Linked DNA regions of Mus musculus: region 1 is linked to region 2. Evidence: chromatin contacts called from public promoter capture Hi-C data. All regions are on one chromosome and are shown on one strand. The core of a region is the stretch at or near the end of the contact, and the rest is flanking DNA. Distances in the headings are between cores, read along the strand shown.

Region 1 (4,223 bases), core at 344-2,843, 180 kb before region 2:
ACATTTTCCAGGAAGTGTCATCTGGGTAGAAAAAGCTCATTATTGTCTTCAGTATTCTCTGTTACTTTTTCCACGCACCACAGGAAGTGCATTAAGGCACAGTTCACACTGCTTCTCTGTTTAAAATTCCCCAGTGGTTTCTTACTAGGTTTTAGGTAAAATCCACCCTGCTTGCTATTGCAGGTGGTGGCTGCCCAAGATGGATGCTCAAGAGCCGATAGCCTCCTGTCCGACCCTCTCCTCCTCCCTCAGTACCTCATGAGGCTTAACTTTCCTCAGCATTTCACTGTACCGACCTTCCCTCCCCCACCAATATTTAAAATTTCTGCCTCCAGTGTTTTCCCTCCATACCCAGAACAACTTGTAGTTCAAATGTTGCCTCCACCTAACTGCCCTGCACAAGTAAATGTTGTCTCCCATCCTCTCCACTCCCTTGTGGAGTTTGTCAAATCTAACACCAACTGGGCCCAGGGATATAATTCAGTTGGTAAAAGGCATGTCTAACATACAGGAAGTCCTGGATTTGATCTCTAGAACCTCAGGACCCCAGGAATGGTGCGCACTCAATGATCCCAACACTCACGGGTGTAAAGTTCCGAGGATTGGAAGTTCAAGGCCTTCTTCAGCTACAAAGCAAGTTTAGTGCCAGCCTGACCCATGAAACTCTGCCTACTAAACACAAACAAAATACCATTTAGCAACTGCTGTTTTAGTGATCTGCTTTCACTCATGTTCTTGGTCTGCATGCACATAGGAAATGTGCCCACAAGGGGGTAGAAGGACCCAGACCACCACTGTATGCCCAGTGTCTAGCACAAGTGAAATGCCCAGTGATCTCTGTGAATGAACTGAGCTTTGCACATATGAGGGCATGTAAGCTTAACCATTAGTGGCAGGAGGAGTGTGAATTTGAGACCAGCTGAGTTACATAGTGAATTATAGACCAACCTGGTTTATATAGCAAGACTGTTCCACTCCCGGCATTTTTCAGTTCTCCGTGCAAGCTTGAGGCCTCATGGGCCTTTCCACACCCATTTTGGCAGCCATTATTGTCATCCTTGCTCAACTTGTGTTTGAACAGCCATGTTGGCAAGACTTTATGGGTGTGGCTTGTGATGCTACTAGGCTTCTCCCTGATCTTCTGGCTTTTACAGTCTTTCCACCCCATCTCACACAATGTCCCTGGAGCCTTAGGCATGGGAGTGTTTTGTAGGTGGGGGCCACTGGGACTAGCAAACAACCAGACCTGAAAAGTCCGTACAATTATCATGATAACTGAGTCAGCTATATTTAGGAATATCTATGTATACACAACTACAGATAGGCATACAATAGCAATGAAAAAGGAGGTCATAAAATTGAAAGAGAGGAAGGAGGAATATATGGAAGGGTTTGAAAAAAGGAATCATGTTATAATTATGTTATAATTTCAAAAATTAGTAACAGTAAAAGAAATAAAAATTTAAAAGCCATGAAACAAAATGTCCCAAACTTGTGCAATGACCAGGAACCTTTGAGTCCCACTGTACCATCTAGTGAGCTTTCCCAGGGAGCAAGGCTGGGAGCCAGCGATTTCTACAGCATCCCTAGTTGGCTATCGGCAGCCAGTGCCAGGAAGCAAGGCATTAAAACATCCCTGGAGAGTTGGGAGTGGGGGGGCGGGGTACTGCATGCAGCCTTCACACCTGAATTACGCCAGACCCACATGAAACCTTATGAAGCCCAAGAGCAGCAGCCCCTGTGTGCTGAGCAACTGCGTGAACAGCGAGTGATACAACAGTTAGCTGGTTCTCTCTGTGGAAGAACTGTGGCCAGCTGCTTTCAAGGTCGGGACATCTTGATTGATGCCCAGGATTTTCAACATTGTGAAATCCTTTCTTCGAAAAACACATTGGAGCGGCATGTAACTCGCTGGGAGAACTCTTTCATTTGAGAAGATGTGTCTGAATTGTGAAATAAGGTTGCACAGTGGGCTTTTTGGAGTGTGTGCAGTGGAAACTGACTTGCACATGAAGCAGCCATAACTAAATTTTACTCTTCTTCCTCCAAAAAGGATATATAGCAGGGATCTATAAAGCCTTCAGAATTCCTTTTAGTGCTAGTGAGAAACTTAGGCAGATGAGGTTTATTGTGAGTTATGTACAGACAAGCTGCCAGGTCACAGTCAGATGATAAATATGTGAGGAAAAACAAAGTTAAACAGCTATTGAGTTCCAAGTACAGGAGCTAGACTCAACTCTGCCCCACACCAGGCATCTCCAGACGACCTCGTTACCAGCCATCAAATTCCGTGAGAACCACAGATCTATGAGTTCCTGGACATTTGGATGCAGTCTCTGAAAAGTCGCTTCCAGGAATCCTATTCCTTCTGGGCCCAAATCCACCTGCTTGGCCTGTGTAGTTAACCTGCAGGTTTCCCTCCCTCCCATTTCCTGCCGTGTTAGAAGCCTGTCTTACTTGGTCCAAGTTTTGAGTTATAAACATTGTCAGTATTTACAGACCGGTTTCCTCTGTGCTCTTTGAGAAGAAAGACTCTGGAGATGGGCTTTAATAAATCTAAAAGTTGGGGAATTTGTGAGTGCTTCCTGATGGCTTTACACAGGTTGCTCTCTTTGGAGCTTTGCCAGAGTCCGCATTGGGGACTGACCATGTTAGATTCAGTCTGCATTTTATCTTTGGAAACTACAACTTGCCATGTGTACTAAGTGTTTGTGTGAATGTAGGTCTGCCACCCCCTGCCTCAGTATCTGTTACTTTTCTTTTCATTGTTTCTGTGCTAGAAATCAAATACAAGCCTCATCCATTTGAGGTAGATGCTCCACCACTGAGCTGTGTCTACAATGGCCCTGTATTTAGACAAAGTGCTGTAAAGGGAGAATCAATACAGCCTACCTTTTTGTGATATGAAAAAACACGTTGCTGCCTTTTTTTATATTTGGAGAAAAGTATTTAAGGGGGTATATCATAGACTCTGGGAGCCATGTGCTGCATGCTTGCTTCCTAGATTATAGAGCTAAGCAGCCTTTTCTCTCACCTTGAATGTGGGCGAAGTCTGGAGTGTCCCCGCTGTGTGTCCTCTCCTCGGCTAGTTTCTTTTTTTTGTGGAGAATTTTTTGTTGTGCTTTATTGGATCATTTCAGTCTTAACTTTGCATGAGAGGTGGAAGACAAGAGAAATGTAAGGAACTTTTTTAATTAACGTTGGTTATATATAAAATTATGGACTTCATTATGAAAGTCTCATACGTACATGTGTACTTTGATCACATAAAACTAAATAACTAGAGCAAGCAAGATAGCTCCGTGGCTAAAGGTGCCTGGTAACTGTGTGTGTGTGTGTGTGTGTGTGTGTGTGTGTGTGTGTGTGTGTGTGTGTGTGTGTGTGTTCTAAGATGAAGTCTCACTATGTAGTCCTGGCTGACCTGGAACTAGATATATAGACTAGACTGGCCTCAAACTCACAGAGAACCGCCTCCCTCTGCCTCTGAATGATGAGAATAAAGGCATGTAACACTATACCTGACTCTGATAACTTATTGTCAACTCGTGGAAGTTACATAGTAATAGAGACAATTCTCAGTTCCCCAAAGCTACTCAGTGATCTCCAAAGGCAAGTATATACACACACATACACACATGCACATAAATAAATACAATTTTAACTTCAAAGAAAAGCTAAGGGCTGGAGAGATGACTCAGTGGTTAAGAGCACTGACTGCTCTTCCAGAGGTCCTCAATTCCCAGCAACCACATAGTGGCTCATGGTCATTTGTAATGAGATCTGATGCCCTCTTCTGGTGTGTCTGAACACTGCTACAGTGTACTCACATAAAATGAAATAAATAAATCTTTTAAAAAAGAAAAAATAACTAAATATGAATGACTACTGAAGAATTCCCCTTGGTCAGCCCATCCATGGAGTTCATTTCTTCCATCCCACCATCCTCAGACACTAAGATGCCTTGATTTGTGTGTGGTGAGAATCTGGGACAGAGTGGGATAAAGATACAATGGAAAAATCCAGGCTTTGGAAGATGCTAGTTGTGTTTGCTAACTAGGGCTGCCGGAACAAAGCACTGGTGTGGTGGCCCACATGGTTCATTGCCTTAATGTTGTAGAGTCTGGAAGTGGAAGTCTATGACCAAGGTGTTGTAAGGGCTGGTTCCCTCTGAGGACCAAGAGAGGAGGATCGCTTTCAGGCTTTGGCTCGCCAGTGTCTCTCTT
Region 2 (4,207 bases), core at 1,698-4,197:
CTGTTCTGTGCTGGATTCTGCTCATAATGAGCTTCTGTTGTCCATGATGGAGTATTTAGAAGGGGCTCTGGCTAAGAATTTAACTTTATTCCTCCTTAAATAGCTGAATGTTTGCTTAACTATTTTCCTTTTAATTGATTGTAGTGCTTTGTTGTTGTTGTTGTTGTTGTTGTTGCTTGCCTCCTGCCAGGTGGAAGGTTATAGGGACTGTCATGAGGAGCTGTCAGTGTTGTGGCTGCAGGTTCAGCTTACCTTCTGGTTAAGAACACATTTAAGGGGCTGGAGAAATGGCTCAGCCGTTAAGAGCCCTCTCCAAGTTCACTTTCTAGCACCGACATCCAGTTAGTGGTTACTGCCTGTAGCATCAGCTCCTGGGCATCTGATGCCCTCTGCTGGCCTCTGCAGGTATGCACAGTCACACCACACACACACACACACACACACACACACACACACACACTCTCTGCAGGTATGCACAGTCTTGTAGTTATTATGCCATAAGTCTTAGTAAATAGTTTTATATTTTCGCAGAGCTAATGGACAAGAGCTGATGAATTGTGTCTGGTGTTTTAACATTAGTGAAAGTGCTTGAACTGAAATTAGTGATAAAGTTGATGGGCTCATGGGGTATTGCAAACCTCTTGGAGTGGCAAACCTGTATTGGATAAACTTCACACCTTGTAAAGTGTTCTAGAAAAAGTTGGAATCATGTGTCCAAGGCCGAGCTTCTTTGAGAGGATAAAGAAATTCTTGTGGAGTATGTTTGTGAAGCCAGTTGTTTTGTGAAGCAGATCGCCCTGTCATGTAACACATTCAGGTTTGAGGAGGCTTAGCGTACGAGTCTAAAGATATCTTCATAAGGGAAAATTACCGTGCACTACGAGGGCGTTATAGTTCCTCACATCCGGGAACCCTCTCTTTCTAGCCTTTCATTCCAACTATAAATATGACTGCTAACCTGGTCTGAGGTTCAGGGGAGCCATGTGGGTGGACCATTTCCAAAGTTTGAGTAACAAAATGTTATGTGGCCTTTTCTGAAGATGCTATTTTTAAGTGTTGACGGAAGTGTTCAAGGAAGGTCAGCACTAAAATATGCCCTCAGTATGTTATGTTTGGGGTAGAATCTGTTAAAGTGTCAGAAATGTTCTCAAATTATAAACTGTAGACTTTCAGTGACTGGGTTTTGCTCAGGAGGTTTTGTTACTATTTCTGTATGTAGCACTAAGGATAGAACTCACGGCCTTGCGCGTACTAGACAAAGCACCCTGTCCTGTAACATGTTGGCAGCCCAGGATGTAGGCTTTTCAAAGTCACTTCATGTGCCCCATTAACAGGCATTGTCTTCAAGCCAGAGAAGTCAAGTTTGCTGTCCCTCTAGGGGAGGTCTGCACTACAACTTTCTAGAACATCATCACTAGCTATTCTGGTAGAGTGTGCCGAAAGCTATAGAGCACACCACACAGGTGCTTGGTACTAGTTCTGTAGCAGATGGCCTAATGGTATTATGGAAAAGATACAGTCTACTCCTGGCATGTCCTGAGTAGGCTGCGTCTTCACGCTTCGGTTCCCCCATCATTTATGCATATACGATGAGCCTCTTAGAGTCTAGAGTCTGCCATTCTGCATTGAATCTTTTCTCCTCCTCTTCCTCTTCTTATTAGTTTATTTTTTCTTTTCTGAGATGGGGATCTATGTTGCCCTGGTATATGCTGACTTCCTGAGATCAAGCAATCCTCCTGCCTCAGCTCCCAAGTATCTTTGATAACAGCTGTGTGCCCTTATGCCCAACTTCTAACTGGGCTACTTTTAATGTGTTTATTGAATATGCTTATTTTAGCATAGAGAACTAATATCTATAAGTTAACATTTGTCAGAAATGTAATTTTCATATTCAAAAATGTTCAAAGAAAATCATGAACCAAATTGGCATCATCATTTGGGGAAATAAGACTTGACAGCATGTGAATTTTCAAAATGCCCCACCTGTAAATAATCCTTGGTTGAAAAATATATGGTTTTTACATTTTTACCAATTTGGATGGTAATGAATATTTATTGGGCACATAAATGATGCATAAATATGACAGCATTAGAGCTGCCAATCCAGGACCCATTTCCTCCAAGAAAACGGCTGGCCTTGTTTCCACTGTCTTCTCTTATATTGTTTTGCTCTAAGAGGAGGGCATCTACGAGAGGCTAGATTCCAGGAGTAAACTAACTCGGGCGACTGAGTGAGTGTGGGTTTTCTATAATCTCCCCTGTTTGCCTTTGTACTTTCTGCTACAGGAACTTTTGTGTACCTCAGCTTCATCCCAGATAGGTTCAAATTAGCAAGATGGTTTTTTCCTTGTGGCTAGGAAACGGCTCTAAGGTTGAAGCTTTAATGCTATCCTAGCTGCACTTGACCATGAGGTAACTGGACCTATGCTTCAGTTCTCAATTTCACACGCAAAACATGAGTGGGCCCAGTTCCCTTGTAAGGTGAACAGGAAGAAAGAGAAAGGCGTCCCAGCAATAGTTATCAGAGGGCACTTATATCCCAACTCAGGTAGGCACCCCCCGTTCTTTAAGTGCTGGGGATTGAGCCGTGGGCCTTACACGCACTAGACAAACACGCTACCATGCGCACTGTTCCCAGCTTAGCAGTTCTGCACACCTGGATGAGTTCCACTGGACCTCGATAATTAGCCCTTTCCAAATGTCTCTGAATGTGTGTGTGTGTGTGTGTGTGTGTGTGTGTGTGTGTGTGTGTGTGTGTGAGAGAGAGAGAGAGAGAGAGAGAGAGAGAGAGAGAGAGAGAGAGAGAGAGAAAACAAATGTATACAGTGCTTGGTGGATATGCACATGTTAGGAAATTGATTCTTGACCTTTCCCTTGTGAGCAATGTCTCTCTTATCTGTGCTGCTACACTGTGTAGCTCCAGGCTAGCTGGCCACAGCGCTTCCAGGTCATTCTCCCATCTCTGCCTCCCATCTTGCTGCTTGCCACCTCTGCCTGGTTTGTTCTTGTTTGTTTGTTTTGTAGGCCATGAACATTGAACTCAGAGCCTCAGGTTTGTGTGAGACTTATAGTTACTGGCTGACCTGTCTTCCTAGCCCCACAGTGAGAGGGGTTGTGAGAATTAAGAATTTGCCCCAAATTGCAAGTGGTTTAAAGGTGGTGGTGGGGTCTGCTGAGGTGACTTCCTGTTGTTCATTTCTCCACTTCCTGGTCTTTGCTCAGCACTGTCCCCTCCCATTCCCAGCCTTCTCCCTGGGACCAGGGCCAAAGTCTGAGGCATGTGTTTCACGAGTCCCTTAAGATCACCATGAAGAAATCAAGTTAGACAAGAAGGAGGTACTAGCCTCTGCAGACCTGGAAGCCAGCATTCACCCAGTGTGGGTAGGAACAGGGCTGGAGAAGCGGAGACATGAGTCAGGCGTGAGGTCTGGATTCCACTACCCTGTCAGCTCTGCCTCTGGGGCAGAGCAGCCATCTTTGTCCTTCAGTTTCTTCCCTAGATCAGCCAACCCAGTGTGCCCCGTGAGTGTTAACGGCACAGAGCAATCAATCCTGATGGGTGTCGTCACCTTTAGTTACTCTGTGGGAAGATCACCCGTCCTTTCTGTCCACTGCCATCATTGAAATGTTTGAGTCCTCACAAGTGCTATTTATGTCCATGCCTCTGTGTGTACATGTCAGTAGCCCAGTTGGGAAAACTCACCAATGCTCTCGGACTCTACTCTGCTCTTCTCAAATGCACATGCAGCTGACTGCCTGTAAATGGATTCAGGCTAGGTGTGAGTGCAGCCCCACGTGTAAGAAAGGAGGAAGCAGGTATCTACGTGGGGATGGTCTTCCAGGCGGGTGGATTTAGTATATGGTCTGGCTCTCTCAGAAGTGGAGGGAATCCTCATCCGAGGCCCAGGAATCATAACTGCAAGTTGGGTTCTCTGCAAATGAACCAGGGACACCTTTGTTTCCAATTGTTTGTGGGGACCCGCCTCAGTGTATCAAGGGCCACGTGAATACAAACAAATACTGACAGAGTGCCCAAGTATGACATATTCTGATGGTGTCTATTTCTAAAGAGATCTTTTTAAACTTAAGATAGCCTTTTAATACACTTTGGTCTTTTGTTTCTTTTTTATCAGGTTGAAATAAATCTATAACATTAGAGATAAAGATAGCTTTTGACCTATACAAATGAAGCTTCATTTGTCCAGCC

Evidence for each region. Promoter capture Hi-C pulls out the DNA fragments that hold promoters and counts their contacts.
Region 1: a promoter capture Hi-C map of 3T3-L1-derived adipocytes shows a contact between it and region 2, with 3 times the contacts expected there. The contact joins two enhancer-like sites. A contact is called at or near these places in 2 of 39 promoter capture datasets (3T3-L1-derived adipocytes and liver), 3 of 484 Hi-C or Micro-C datasets (the CH12 cell line, bone marrow-derived macrophages and embryonic stem cells), 1 of 115 datasets of contacts at active chromatin or transcription factors (heart atrium) and 1 of 9 other capture datasets (adipose tissue).

The regions. Positions count from the first base shown.
Region 1 is chr10:8,948,996-8,953,218 of GRCm38.p6, reverse strand. No RefSeq gene overlaps it. Among named protein-coding and RNA genes, the nearest start is that of Gm51794, 58 kb to the left of the region's middle. Within about 2 kb of position 1,593, at least 26 of the 459 cell types and tissues checked have an H3K27ac peak or open chromatin away from gene starts, as enhancers often do. A contact at or near this core is called in 3T3-L1-derived adipocytes, adipose tissue and liver, where this site is marked.
Region 2 is chr10:8,771,726-8,775,932 of GRCm38.p6, reverse strand. The region is part of intron 8 of Sash1 (SAM and SH3 domain containing 1); the gene reads left to right. Among named protein-coding and RNA genes, the nearest start is that of Gm25410, 50 kb to the left of the region's middle. Within about 2 kb of position 2,947, at least 70 of the 459 cell types and tissues checked have an H3K27ac peak or open chromatin away from gene starts, as enhancers often do. A contact at or near this core is called in 3T3-L1-derived adipocytes, adipose tissue and liver, where this site is marked.